Linked DNA regions of Oryctolagus cuniculus: region 2 is linked to region 1. A link is a contact called in public Micro-C data. All regions are on one chromosome and are shown on one strand. Each heading gives the region's core, a stretch centred on a gene start, on an enhancer-like site or on the middle of the called end of the contact. The rest is flanking DNA. Distances are from core to core; before and after follow the strand shown.

Region 1 (3,506 bases), core at 639-3,138:
TTGTGGCCATTTGGGGAGCCAGCGGATGGAAGATCTCTCTCTCTCTCTCTCTCTCTCTCTCTCTCTCTCCTTCTCTCTCTGTAACTCTGCCTTTCAAATAAATAAATCTTAAAAAAAAATAAGAGAGGAAGAGAGAAAGAGAGAGAGGGAGGGAGGGAGAGAGGATGGAAGGAAGACCAGTCACAAGAGTCTTGGCCATTTCCTGTCCTCCTCCTCTGGGCTTTCTCGAGGTCCATAAAGGAGGGATTCTGAGTGTTGGAGATCACAGATGCCTCCTTCAAAAAACCCCCCATCAAAACAGGGGCATCATTTTTCATTTTTTTTCCAGACCCAAACAGGAAAGCTCCAAGGGTAACCACTTCACTGTGTGGGAAGCCTGCCCAGGCAGAAAGCCCCGCTCTCAACTTCTGCCAGAGGCACTGGACAGAGACACATTGGCTCCAGAGGGCCAAGGGTCCACCCCCTGGGAAGAGGCTCTGAACAGCCTTTCAGGTCGGCCTGACTCAGCACAGCAGAGAGCTCAAGCTGGAGAATCACACACACAGGCAGACCAGGAAGTCACCCACGGGAAAGCACTCTCTCTGTCATGAGCTGGTCTCCACACATCTGTGTTGTGGCGCCATTAGGAAAAGTCGTATTGTAAGCTGGTGTAGGACTTCAGATTATAGCCCCGTGTTTCCCAAGGTTACAAAGAATACCTAAAAATGGCATCGCACCTGCTACAGCATAAAGTGTTGTTGAATCCACGTTAACAAAACAAGGGACAAACACAAGGGGCTTCAAAAAGTTCATGGAAATACCTGCTATCTTTTTTTTAAAGATTTATTCATGTATATATTTATTTACTTGGAAGGCAGAATAACAGAGAAAGAGAGAAGAGAGAAAAAGATCTTCCATCTACTGATTCATTCACCAAATGGCCTCAACAGCCAACACTGGGCCAGGCCAGAGCCAGGAGCCGGGAACTCCATCAGGGACTCCCACATAGGTAGCAGAAACCCAAGCATGTGGGCCATCCCCCACTGCCTTCCCAGGCACATTACCAGGAAGCTGGATCCGAAGTGGAGCAGCCAGAACTCCAACCAGCACTCTGATATGGGGCAGTGGTGTCACAAGCAGTGGCTAATCCTCATTGACTCCACACTATCTCTTAATTCCATTTGCCTATGAATTTCTTTGAAGCCCCCTTGTAATTCCTATCAATGTTCAAAAAAAATACACTTTCCACCTGTGCCCCCAGGTTGCCATCTGTGCTGGTCAGTTTCATGCGTCAGCTTGGCTAGTTCCCAGCTATGTAATCAAACATGGAAGTAGGTGCTGCGGGGAGGGTAATTGTAGACACGGTTATCACATCTACAGTCAGCTGTAGATGTAGTTTAAGTAAAGGAGTTGACCCTGCATAACGTGTCTGGGCCTCAATCAGTTGGAGATCTCAGCACTGATTCTCCTAATAGGAAATTTTGCCTCAAGACTGTAACATCAACTCCCACTAGGTTTTGCACCCCACCAGCCTGCCTTAGAAATTTCAAATCTGCTACCAACTTCTGAATGAGACAGCTCCTTAAAATTAGTCTCTTGTTAGTGGACCCACATAGCCTGTTGATTCTGCTCATCTGGAAAACCCTGTCCGATACACTGCATTTTCTAGAAACGATTGAGGACACCATAGACGACACATCATAAACAATGCCTGCCCTCATTTTTCCAGCACAGGGGAGCCAGTCCCTTTGGCCCCATCTCTCCCAACAGCTGTCGTCCGAGCAGCGACTTGCAGTACTCACACGTAACTCCAGGTGGCGCTCCTGCCCCACCCAATGGAGCCAGGCTCAGCGGTTGCAGACCACGCCTCACCGACTCGCCCTCAGCCTTTGAGGCAGCCCAATGACTCAGCAATGGGAAAGAGGAAAAATTGGGACCGTGGATATGAATGCTGCCCACGCGCCAATACACACGGCTTGCCATCACTGCCACCCGGAAAATTCGCTTTGGAGCTGTGTCCTTTCCTAGTAATCCCGTCTCTGGTAGGATTTTGCTTGCCGTAAGCAGATAATCCTTGGCCTTCGACAATGAATAGGAAAACCCCTGGGCTGATAGGAGAGGACCCCAAGCTTGCTGAAGCCGGGCTGTCCATTTCGTCTTGTTCTATTCACAACCACAGAGCAGCCATCCACTGTTGTCCTAGATTTTCTTTCTTTTCCTCTGTTCTGGGTCATCTTTTGCAAATCCAAGCCCCCGCCGTGCAGCATGTGTGCCTGCGTGTTTGTGCACACAAGGCGTGACTCATCCCGGCCCCAGGATGTCGGCTGCCCGCAGTCCTGGGGAACAACCCCTGCCTGTGCTTGCTCTGCAAACCCCCTCCGATAATCCTGCTGGTGGTCAGAACCAGACCCTGTCATCAGGCCTTGTACTTGACCACAAACTCAAAACATGTTCACGGCATGCGCTTGTTTCGGCCTTGTGATATTTGGTGAGGAGAGCTTGGGATAGCTTCGCCTTGTAAATGTCTGCCTTGTCTAGAGCGAGGCAAGACCAAATATAATGATGCTCTTTGGAAGGGCACCAGTGATTTAGAATTAGAATCAAGGACTTTTCTAAAGTTTATTTATGTATGTGTTTTCTTTGGAAGGCAGAGTGATGGGGAGAAATCTTCCATCCAGCTGGTTCATTCCCCAAATTCCTGCAACAACTGGGATGGGCCAGGCCGAAGCTGAAAGCTAGGGATCTGTCCAGGTCCTCCACGTGGATAGGAGGTTCCCTGGTCCTTGGCCAGCCTCTGCTGCCTTCCCTGACAGATGAACAGGAGCAGAGCTGGAACTAGAATCCAGGACTCTGACATGGGATGTGGGCACCAAACACCTGCTCTCCAGTCTGACTTTTAAAATACACGATCTATGTGGCGTGGGAGGTAAAGCCACCACATGCATTGCCAGCATCCCATATGGGTGCCGGTTCAAGTCCCCACTGCTCCACTTCCAGCCCAGCTCTCAGCTATGGCCTGAGAAAGCAGTAGAAAATGGCCCTAGTCCTTGGGTCCCTGCACCTGTATGGGAGACCCGGAAGAAGCTCATGTCTCTGAATCAGCTCAGCTCTGGCCATTGTGGTCATTTGGAGAGTGAACCAGTGGATGGAAGACTTCTCTCTTTCTCTCTCTCTCTCTCTCTCTCTCTCTCTGCCTCAGCCTCTCTGTAACTGAGACTTTCAAATAAATAAATCTTTTTAAAAAATACACAGTCTCCCTCTTTAGAGACACACAATTCAGAGCAAACAGATGGAAAGCCCCGAAAGATCCTGTAAAAAACAATTTAGCCGCACTCACTCCTATAGTTTCCCAATGTGCTTGTAACAAAGATGGCTTCCCTGCTCAGGACCGCGCGGTTGAGCCTCACTGGAACAGTGTTCTCTGTAATGCCCTTTGGGAAATGCAGAATAAAATTATAATCGCCTTGTGGCTTAGGGTGAGGCACAGGCAGTTACTGCACCCCTCACCGCAGTCCACCCTGCTTTGA
Region 2 (3,566 bases), core at 69-2,568, 470 kb after region 1:
CAGGAGTGGACACCACGCTGGGTGCGCAGAGGAAGGGCTGTGGGCTTTCACACACTACCCAGCACGTTTTGTTTTGAACTTTACCTTTCTCCCAAAGCCCTCTCTTCTTTTCATGCTGCTTTTTCAGACGACCCTAACTGGCAGCCAGTGCTTTTCTGGACAGTGCGGCTCTCTGCCTTTGGTGTTAAGGTAGAAGCACACAGACTGATTTCTCTGCCACCGGGGGTGGCTCCACTTGAATAGGACAGGCGGCAACAGAAAACTGAATGTGATAACCCCTCTGTAAACAACCTGGAGGAAGTGGTTGGGCTTTTGGCTAGTGTATTTGATTTTCGAGGAAACACAGTGACAGCGATGCAGAACTCAGAACTGGGAAGACGTGGGGGCTGGTCCCCTTTTTGCCAGGGGTTTAAACACACACAAGTTAACTTAGCTCCTGCAGGCTCGTTTTCCTTCTCCGTGACAGGGGCTACACAAACTCCACATTTACACCTCACAACTCTGCTTTCCAAAAATGAAAATGCAGTTAAAGGAGATACCAGGCTGTAGGCAATGACAGGGGAGATTAAACATCTGCAAGAACAGCAAGATTCAACCTTAGTCAGCACTGAACCCAGAAGCCTTCACCCGGCCACGCCCCGTCAGCGCGAATCTCTATCAATTCAGTTCCATGGTCCACCTTTCCCGGGCACTAGAGAGGTGTAGCGATCCGGAGCCGCGCTGTCCAACACAGCAGCCACAAGCCACGTGGGGCTGCTGAGCCCTCGAGTGTGCGTGCTATTGTGCAAAATCTTGCCGGATTCTGAAGACTTGGCAGGGAAAAAAAGCATTTACCAATCTATTGATTACATGTGGAAATCGTAAATAAATGATTAATTCCACCTGCTTCTTTTTGCGTTTGCTACTGCGGCCATGAGAAAAATTAGCCCTATCTCCTCCTCCGTGGCTTGCGCTGCGTTTTTATTGGACGGTGCCGCTCTGGATCCAGAAGCTTGAAAGTGACTAGGATTCAAACTAGCAAACGCAGCGCTTCGCAAACCTCTGGGCGAGAACCGACTCCACTCACTGCTCCGCGGCCGGCGCCATCCTGATTCTCCGAGGCCGTGCCCAGCGCGCACACGGGGGACCCGCAGCGGAGGCTGCGGCGGAGGCGGGCACCCTGGGTCTCTGACGCCAGAGGCGGCGCGGGCCGCAGACCCCTGCCCACACACACCGCCGAGCAGTCCCTGCGGGCGGAAACAGGTGGTGCGCGGGCCGCAGGCGGCTGCTGGGCCCGCACCCGCCGGGCGCACCCAGGGACGGCGACGCGCTTCCTGCCGGGAGGGCCCGGGCGAGCGCAGGGCCGGCTTTAGCGGCCCCGCGGCTGCCTGCTTGGATTTTAGCACTCGGGCTCCGAGGAGGGAGCCGCCCGGCCGGGCCGCGCCGAGGGCTCCACATTTCGAAGTATTCCTCAGGGCGGCCTGTGCCTCAAGAGCAAACCGAAAACCAGCTGGACAAGAACTGACTGACGGGCAGTCCTTGCCAGATTCTGCTTAATCCTCACCATGAAGTGTCTGGGCCGAAACGCCAACGTTTAACCCTTCCCGGGGCTGCGGAGATGGTAACCGGCAGCGCCGGGAACAGGATCGGTATTCAGACAGCGGGAAGTTGTCTTTGCCAGGTCAATGCCTTGTTTGTTCTGCATTTTCAGAGAAAAACCTGCCTGGGCTTCTGCTGTTATTTAGTGAAAATCACTTTTTAAAATGACAAAGATTTAACTATAATTGCAGTAAACAAAATGTATTTTTAAAGTTAACCCTTAAAAATGGTCCAAAAGTATGTAAAATTAGCTACACACAGTATTTACATGGATTGCTGAATAAATGTCTATTCTATAAATTTAGCTTAGTCCAATTTTAACTAGAATTAGATTGTAAATTTTTTATTCAGGGCCAGCACTGTGGCGCAGTGGGTTAAGCCACTGCCTGCAGGGCCAGCATCCCATATGGGCACCAGTTCGAGTCCTGGCTGCTCTACTTCCAACCCAGCTCCCGGCTAATGGCCTGGCGAAGCAGTCTAGGATGGCCCAAGGGCTTGGGCTCCTGCACCCACATCGGAAACCAGTAAGAAGCTCCTGGCTCCTGCCTGGGCCAGTCCTGGCCGCCGAGGCCATCTAGGAAGTGAACCAGGGGATGGAAGATCCGTCTCTCCTTCCTCCACAATTCTTTCAAATAAATAAACACATCGTTCTAAAAAAATTATTTATTCAAAAGGCAGAGACAGAAACAAGATCTTCCATCTGCTGGTTCCCTCCCCCAAATGCCTGCAACAGCTAGTAGGGCTGGACCAGGCTGAAGCCAGGAGCATAGAACTCCAGGTCTCCCACATGGGTAGCAGGGACCCGAGTACTGCAGCCATCACCTGCCGTTTCCCAGAGCACAAGCTGGAACTGAGCGCACAGCCTGGGATGTGGGCATCCCAAGTGCATTTAACCGCTGTGCTCAACACCAGCACCTACTGTACTGTTTCACATTCAGTGTTGTTCCTGCTCTCTCACACTGCAGAGTAGGCACAAGCAGACTTCCTATTTATAGCTTACCCAAATAACTAATCCCCAGTATATTCGCCTAGGCAAAGATGCGTCTTCTAGGTTTATGAATAATGCTGACCTATACGACTAAAGCGGTGCTAATCTTGTAGGAACATTAAAGGAAATAAAATAGAATGGATAACTAAAAGTAATTATTCAAGGAGGAAATTAAGCTTGTCACAGTATCCATAAAAGTCCATGCTCCACTGGTTCCCTGCAACATCAGATGACCAAGTAGTCTCTCCTCACTTAATTGTAAACGCAAGCGTCCTTTTCGGAAATGCTGTAGAGGGGTTTAAGTAGGGGCGAACCCCAAGGAAACCTCCAATGCAGTCGTAACATATTCTTGAAGTAACAGTGTATACCATCTTAAGAAAGAACCATGTCTTCAAAATGCAGGAATAAACTCCCCTCCCTGAAGTCTGGTGAGGTGGGAAACGCTGCCTGCTCCCGGCATTCAGTAAAACGATACACTGCAGTTTCCGAACGTGCAGAATACGCTGCTGTGGCTGAGCTGGTCTGCCAAGCCTGAGATTCCCAACCTATCACTAGTGCGTCAGCTGGCCGTGTGTCTACAGCCTGACACAAGCCGAAACGGCACTCAGAACACCCACAGTAAGCCTGTTCCACTCTCCCCCGACTCAAACATTTCACAATGCCAGGCAGTGAGAGATACTGTAGGCATAAAGCAGAAACCTGCTCTACACCCAGAAGAGTGCACCCCTGCCCAGCGTTAAGCACCATGGCAGATCGCCTGTAAGGCCCTCTGCACAGGAAGCTGAGGTTCAGCGCTGCTGTTCAGTCCCCCGTAAACACTCAGAGCCGCTCAAAGCCGATACAAGCAGTGGCTTCTTCAGGGATCAGCTGACCACCACCAAGGGAGGCGAAACCCAGAGCACAGGGGAGCTCACAGGTGAGAAGGGGTATGCACAGAGGATGCGAGCCCACCGAAGTCCCCAAATATGCTTGCGCCAGGCCTAACGCACAGCAAGCAGCT

Evidence for each region. A called contact is a pair of places that touch in the nucleus more often than the background predicts.
Region 2: a Micro-C map of ear pinna shows a contact between it and region 1, with 11 times the contacts expected there. The contact joins the promoter of ARSG here to the enhancer-like site in region 1. A contact is called at or near these places in 3 of 6 Hi-C or Micro-C datasets (ear pinna, embryonic fibroblasts and an unstated tissue).

The regions. Positions count from the first base shown.
Region 1 is chr17:10,906,068-10,909,573 of mOryCun1.1, forward strand. No RefSeq gene overlaps it. Among named protein-coding and RNA genes, the nearest start is that of FAM20A, 170 kb to the right of the region's middle. Within about 2 kb of position 1,889, at least 3 of the 8 cell types and tissues checked have an H3K27ac peak or open chromatin away from gene starts, as enhancers often do. A contact at or near this core is called in ear pinna, where this site is marked.
Region 2 is chr17:11,372,778-11,376,343 of mOryCun1.1, forward strand. It overlaps ARSG (arylsulfatase G), which reads right to left and starts at 1,319. Exons shown (of 12, transcript XM_051825882.2): 1 at 1,040-1,319.